2 separate regions of the Sus scrofa genome follow, and region 2 is linked to region 1. Evidence: chromatin contacts called from public Hi-C data. All regions are on one chromosome and are shown on one strand. The core of a region is the stretch at or near the end of the contact, and the rest is flanking DNA. Distances in the headings are between cores, read along the strand shown.

The links. A called contact is a pair of places that touch in the nucleus more often than the background predicts.
Region 2: a Hi-C map of retroperitoneal adipose tissue shows a contact between it and region 1, with 1.8 times the contacts expected there. The contact joins the promoter of EPHA4 here to the enhancer-like site in region 1. A contact is called at or near these places in 1 of 5 promoter capture datasets (liver) and 3 of 47 Hi-C or Micro-C datasets (embryonic fibroblasts, heart right ventricle and retroperitoneal adipose tissue).

What each region holds. Positions count from the first base shown.
Region 1 is chr15:123,124,050-123,127,631 of Sscrofa11.1, forward strand. No RefSeq gene overlaps it. Among named protein-coding and RNA genes, the nearest start is that of EPHA4, 380 kb to the right of the region's middle. Within about 2 kb of position 1,837, at least 5 of the 83 cell types and tissues checked have an H3K27ac peak or open chromatin away from gene starts, as enhancers often do. A contact at or near this core is called in retroperitoneal adipose tissue, where this site is marked.
Region 2 is chr15:123,499,756-123,503,337 of Sscrofa11.1, forward strand. EPHA4 (EPH receptor A4) reads right to left here and starts at 2,004. Exons shown (of 17, transcript NM_001134967.1): 1 at 1,914-2,004. The coding sequence starts at 2,004.

The DNA of each region.
Region 1 (3,582 bases), core at 587-3,086:
CAACTGAGTGACTTAAACAGCAGAAATTAATTTCTTACAGGTTTGGTGGCTGGATGTCTAAGATCAAAGTGCTGGTGGGGTTGGTTTCTGGAGAGACTTTCTTCCTGGCTTCTTAACTGTCACCTTCTCCCAGTGTCCTTGTGTGGCCTTTTCACTCCTGGTATCTCTTTTGTTCTTATAAGGACACCAATCCTATTGGATTAGAATCCACACTTACATCTTCTTTCAACCTTAATTACCGTCTTAAAGACTCTATCTCCAAATTCAGTTGCATGGAGGTTAAGGCTTCAACATTTGAATTGAGGGGGAGAGGAACACTATTCTGTCCATTACCCAGGAGCTCAGATTTTACTGCTTATGTTACATCCTACAATATGTGGGCTATGCTATAGTTGACATATATTGCTCAAGAGACACAAGGTGGGGTTCTATAATTCCAGTTATAACGTAGAAGTGGTATTTCTGGTTTTCAGTGGGAAATGGAGAATTCCATATTGAGACATAAAATCAGTGAAATAAATAACATAATTCTAGATTGAGCCATAATGCACTGAAATAAATAGATGGGCATGTGACAAATGAAAGACTGTATGCAACGTATTTAGCAAAACTGAATTACAGTTGAAAAATCACTCCCAAATCCAAAGCCAAGTGTTTCCCTGTGATAATTACAATTGAAAATGGCTTAAAAGATTGGACCTGTGTTAGCACATTAGTGTATTCAGAAAATCAACCATCAGCAAAGATTCCATCCAGGAATTTTATCTTTAGTTCTTTCTGACGTTATAAAGGTCCCCTCCTCCTTCCTTTTTTATTAATGAATTAGGGGCTTTCCACCTGCGAGGCAGCTTTGAAGTCACATTTCCTTCTAGAAGTCCAGACTTCCTTCAGAGATTTCTTCCTAAATCCTCTTAGAGAATATGGTGCTCAGAGCTTTTGTTCTATATAATCACTCCCTGATGGGATGAGGGAACTTGGGACCAAGTAACCTAGTGCTTGAAACCCCTCCTATTGCTGTCAGACTTTAGCAGGTGCTGCAGGACTCGGGGAGGAAGAGCCCCCCCAGCTCTGAGAAGGAGGAGTTCTCATCAGCAGTAGCCTTATTTGAAAGCATCTCAACAAATCATAACAGGCACGCGTGCACACACGCACACGTGTATGTGTGTGTGTGTGTGACACACACAGGCAAGGGTTATTACATATATCCTTCTTAATATATACATATCTATATTTTTCCCCTTTGAATTCCATTTACCATCTTGTAGGGCTCTTATAGAAAAACAAACATCAGCAAATTGTTCTTACTATCTCTGAGCTTGTTTAAATATTGAATACCCCTTTTATTTTACCATCTAAAATCAGAATCAATTTGGTATTTCCAATCCATCTGAGCACTTCCCACAAAGGTCTTACATGTTATCCTTTTGGTTTATGAACTTTTAAGATCTCTAGACAATTCCAGAGCCTTTGAGTTATGTTTTTCAGTATGACTTTGGCTGCTGCCAAAAGACTGAATCATTAAATACTGGCCCAAGAGAGCTGATTCTTACAGCCAGACAGCTTCAAGGAGGATTTCTAATCTGATATGATACTAGTGATTTAGATTTCTCTATGATTTGTTCTCTGAGAGTAAGGCAAAACTTTTTGTGCCTTTTTGAAATAACTGCTAAAGAGTGAAATAAAACACCTTATAATCCTAATGGGAAATGCCAAGGATTTTATTAAATTTCTAACTTGAGGTGATATTTTCTATTATTAAGAATGAGTTGTGCTACCATTAATGCACCAGAGAAGTGACACATCTCAGAAATATCCTGGGACTGTGATCTGTGGAACGGAAGTGAGCCACAGCCCAGGGTCTTGCTGTCTGCCAGCAACTCTCATGTCTGCTGTTTGCAATGCTGGCATTTGACCTGTGACTTGGAAAATCTTTCTTCAAAACATGTTCTGTTTTGGCTGAACTTCCTTCTTAGCTTTTCAGTAATTATTACACTTCCTATAATAAGCTTTGGCTTAATGTGATTTCACATCATTTTGGGTGTTTTGTATCCTTGGGAAGACTCAGCTTTTATTTATTTATTTATTTTTTTTACTTGAAATCGTGTATTATTTAGATATTTTCTTTATGTTATCCCATCCACATAAATAAATTTTCATATATCTGATTTTTTCTAAAACACGAAAATCAGCCATTTTTAAAAAAATTTAAAAAAAATTATTGGTGTATAGTTGACTTACCAAGTTGTGTTAGTTTCAGGTGTACAGCAGAATAAATCAGTTATATATATATGTATATCCATTCCTTTCCAGATTCTTTTCCCACATAGGTTATTTATTACACAGTGTTAAATAGATTCCCCTGTGCTATACAATAGGTCTTTGTTCCCTTTTTTATATATAGTGATGTGTATATGTCAGTCTGAATCTCCTAATTTATCCCTCTTCCACACATTTTCCCTTTGGTAGCCACAAGTTTAATTCTGAAATCTTTGAGTTTGTTTCTGTTTTGTAAATTCTCTTGTATCATTTTGTATTCGATTCCACATGATCGCATATAGTATTTGTCTTTCTCTGTCTGACCTACTTCACCTAGTATGATAACCATCCATGTTGCTGCAAATGACATTATTTCATTCTTTTTTATGGCTAATATTCCATTACATATATGTACCATATCTTCCTTTGTTATGATCATTATACAACTACAGATGTGATAAATTCATTTGAGTAAGACTCAGCTTTTAAAGTGAGCATATTTTAGATCATCACCAAGGGTTTTTGAGGTGAGGGCATGTCATCCCTGAGGACTGGCCAGATGTTTTTCCTCCATTTATGCCACTTTTTAGAGGCCCAGATGGGTTCTGCTTAGCTTGGCCACCATGTAGACTAAAATATGTTCCTAGGTATTTTTTAAAAAGAATTAAATAATGAATAGGCAGGTCTCAAAGGATTTTAGGGCAATGAGTAAAACTGTCTGTATGATATCACAATAAAGGATACATATCGTTGGTAGGAAAGAAAAAATTTTCCCTTTTTTTCTTTTGTCTTTTTAGGGCCGCACCTGCGGCATGTGGAAGTTTCGGGATGCAAGCTACATCTGCAACCTACACCATAGCTTAAGATAACGCCAGATCCTTAACCCACTGAGCGAGGCCAGGGATTGAACCTGCAACCTTATGGATACTATTTGGGTTCATAACCCACTAAGCCACAATGGGAGCAGCCTCCCCTATTTTTTTCTTTATACTCCTAGTTTCTCCAACTACTGTCCTATTTAAGACTGACAAAAGAAAAAACAGGAAACAAACAAACAAGCTTATTAATGCATGTATCCTGCATACACACAGAAGAATTCAGTCAAAAAAGTAACTCAGATGGATGGATGGTCAAAACTCAGGGCTCGCATAGCTTCTGAACAAACAACAATGTGTTTGTAGAGAAGTGACGAAACAAAGAAAGGTTTTTAGGCTTCAAAGGACAACATGCTGTGGGAGGGTGAATATATGGAGAAACTAATGGAAGAGACAGGCTACTTAGGATGATGTGTTATCTAGATTCCTTGGTGCCATCTCTGGGCTGAGG
Region 2 (3,582 bases), core at 754-3,253, 380 kb after region 1:
CGGGAAGCCTGAATTCCTAGAGTCTGTTAATTATTTTAAAATGTAGAGCCTTCCCTGGGTCGCTCCCGCCCGGAGTGGCGCCCCCTCCTCATTCCCTCTTCTCGGTCCCTAGAGAAAAGCCCGCTACATCCATTTGGATTTATGTAAGGTGGATTAGGGACACAAAGGGAACAATAAGACCCAATTTACAAAAAAAGGGAGGGAGTAGAAAGGGAGGGTAAGAGGGAGAAAAGAAAACGTGATGAGAATAAAAAGCAACAAAATGAATTAATTTTTAAGGAGGAGGCGGGATCGGAGGGGGGTGACACCCCCCCCCCCCATTTCTACACCAGCCTATAGCTCCATCATCACTTTTTTTGTCTGGGGCTCCCAAGTTTTGCTTCTAAACGAAAAAAGCAAGGGGAAAAAAAGGGAAAAAAAGAAAAGAAAGAAAAATCTCCTTTGCGTTTGGTGCAGAGGTCCTGAGGGACGTCCTAACAAGTGTGCAAAGTAGTCAGGAGAAAGAAGGATCCACGACTCGGATCAGAGGAATGACCCTGGGGACCTAGGGGCTGCAGCGGCCGAGATTGCACTAGGAGCCACGTCGGAAGGAGAGAGATGGGCAGAGCGAGGGAGCGCCCCTTTCCTCCGGAGCTGTGTCTGCCGGCAGGTGTGTGAATCTCTGAGAGCCTCTGACTGGCGAACTCTGGGTACCGGCTGCCCAGCTAAGGCTAAGTTGGTTTTTGGCTCCCTCCTTCGGAGCAGGGAAAATGATAGATTGCACGGGAATGGATGGACGGATCTTGGAGAGACGGACGTATGAATGGATGGATGGATGGATGGGAGAGGGTGGGGAGGTGAAGGAGACGGCGAGACTGATGCACGCAGGCTCGAGCGCGAGCATTCGCCGGAACACACGCGCACACAATTAGGACACTCGCGCCCAGGCACACAATTGCTTGCTTACACGCGGGCACCCGCGCACCCACATACACGCATTTGCGCTTGCGCTCATACACACACACGCACACGCAACTCGCCTTTCTCTGAGATCATCAGAAACTAAATGATCACCCCCCACATCCCCGACACAGACACACACACACTGCCTTTTCAGCACGTCCAAACAGACTCGCAGAAAACTGATCACCGACATGGATCCAGTCGGTCCCTCACGGTCCCTCCAAACTAACCTGGTGTACAGTTCAGGGGGCAAAAAGCTAAACCTCTAGTATATTCAACTTGCCGGCAGGTTCCCCAGGTCTTCGGGGTGGCCTGAGGTGAGGCGCTTGGGACTCACTAGGCCAGCGATCGCACCCCCAGGGCGCGGGGCCCTGAGGGGAGAAAGGTGTCTGACGCCGGGTGTTAGAAATCAGGTCACCGGCGACCGGTGAGCTGCGCCACGACCGCTGCGCGGCGGAGGCCGGGCAGCCGGGTCCTGGGAAGCGCAGGGCTCGGGAAACTTTGCAGAAACCGGAGCTCGCAAGGCTTTCGCAAGAACCCAAGAGAGCAGCACGATATCCTCAAGTAGGTCCAGGCTTCCGTTCTCACTCAGCCAGTGTCGAGTGGGAAAGTGACGGTAGGAACAGGTCCACAGAATTTATTTATTTATTTTTATTTTGGTGTTGGCTCCCGGGTATCCCCATAGGGTGCCTCAGGCTGCCTTCGTCGGTGGATGCTGATAAACTTTGTCCTTTCGTTACAAACTTGGGCAACCCCGCCGCAAGAACGGGTCACCTCCCCGAGGCAGGCTGCCCGGCCGCTCCCCGCCTCTCCTTCGGGGATCCCCTCGCCCGGGCCCCATTCTCCGGAGTCAGGGTGCACCGCTTGCACGGGGATCCCCTACACCCGCCGGCCTCGAGTTCCCGAGGACCCCTCGTCCGCCGATCGTTGCCTCTCTGTCCCAGACGGCAGAAAGGCCGCCCCACTCTTACCTTCATTTGCGGGATATACCCTGGAACCGGTGACAGCGTCGCAAATCCCAAAGAGAAACGAAAAGAGGACGAAATAGAAAATCCCAGCCATGGTTCGCCGGTGCCAACGTTGCTCCTGCCGCTTCTATCCCAGTGGAATAAATGCTTAAGTTAGGAGTGCAGCAGGCTGAAGACATTGCCAAGGGGGTGGGCCCGGCCGGTGACGCGCACCCGCCAGTCCCGGGACCTCGGCCAATGGTAGAGCAGAGGGGGCGGTTTGGCCCCGCCCCCACCAGGCAGAGCCGCCCCCGACGTACCGCCCCTCCGGGCTCCGCAGGGCGCTAGGTCTCCCCGGGGTTGGGGTTGCGGGGGGAGGTCTGTGCTGTATCCCGCCCCCGCCGGAGGTAGACGACTGGGTTTCCAGACTGCACCTGGGGTCCAGCACCTGGGGGTCCAGCTCCTGGGCGACAGAAGGAGCTTCGAAAGATTCTGAATTGGTTGAGGACAGTCCGAGGAATGGTGGGAGCCCCCACATCCCCCACGGGCGATTTGAGATGGAGGAAAAGGCTCTTTCATAGCCATTTAAAAAAAAAAAAAAAAGTTTAAAGTTGACCTGCCTCTTTGCTATTGCTCTTTTCTGAGGGTCGAAGCGTTGGCGTCCCGCACGTCCCGACTGGGGCTGCGCCTTCACTCCTGCGCACGGCGACGGCCACCCTCTGCTACCTGGCCCCTTTTTGTGCCTTTGTGGTGCATCTCGGTGTGAAATGCTCTTGGGGAGGGGGGAGATTTGTGGCTTGATAACTCCTTTTCCCAAGCTCCCAGCTGCCTGGAGAGCGGGGACCTAATCAGTCCCTAACGTCGGTCGAGAGCGGCGCTCATCCAGAAGCAGGATTCTATCACGGTCTCCAGAGACTGAACGAAAGACTTTATAGCAACGGAGAAGCCCCCTCTGGCCGCATCTCCGGCCCCGGGATAGTACTCCCCCAAACCTGGCAGGAAACTCCGAGATGACCTTGACTGCGGAGAACCAACTGTGTGTTTCCCGAGGGGAGTCCCTGACTAGCAAGTCCCGGCACAGAAGGCAAAAGCGGAGAGCACAAGGCACACGGGAGCCCGGGAGCTGCCCGGAGTGGTTGCTGCAGCTCAGCGCTCCCGTTGCTCCCCTGCGCTGGTCTGCACAGCTCTTGCAGCCCCCGAAGGCGGTGGTGGGCCAAGGGACCCGCAGAAATCCGCGCAGCTGCGCTCACTGCGGTGCCGCGGGTGTCACTGTGGACCTCCTGGGGGCGCAGGCAGCACGGAGCCCTGGGGTGTCCCCTGATGCCCCGACCGCGGACGCAGCCAACTGAGCGCTGCCGAGACCGCAACGCCGCAGGCGGGCGGGGGACCGGCCCCCTACGCGACTTGGTGAATTCTGCGGACGACTGGAGGTGCCCGATTCCTGAAGAGGCCTCTCTCCTTCCCTCTCTCAAACCAACCCTCCTCTGACTCCCTAAGGGTTAGGGCCGGGTTTTCCTCCGGAGACTGGGTCCCAGCGGGAGCGCGACGGCGGGGAGGTGGAAGCGCCTTTCCCGCTCCCGCAGCAGCTCATCGTGAACCAACCGCGCCACCTGCCGGCCATAAAGGGGAGTGCGCGGCCCCCGCGGCGGGGCAAGTGGACAAAGACCCCAACAAGCAGCCAGCGCGGGGAGGA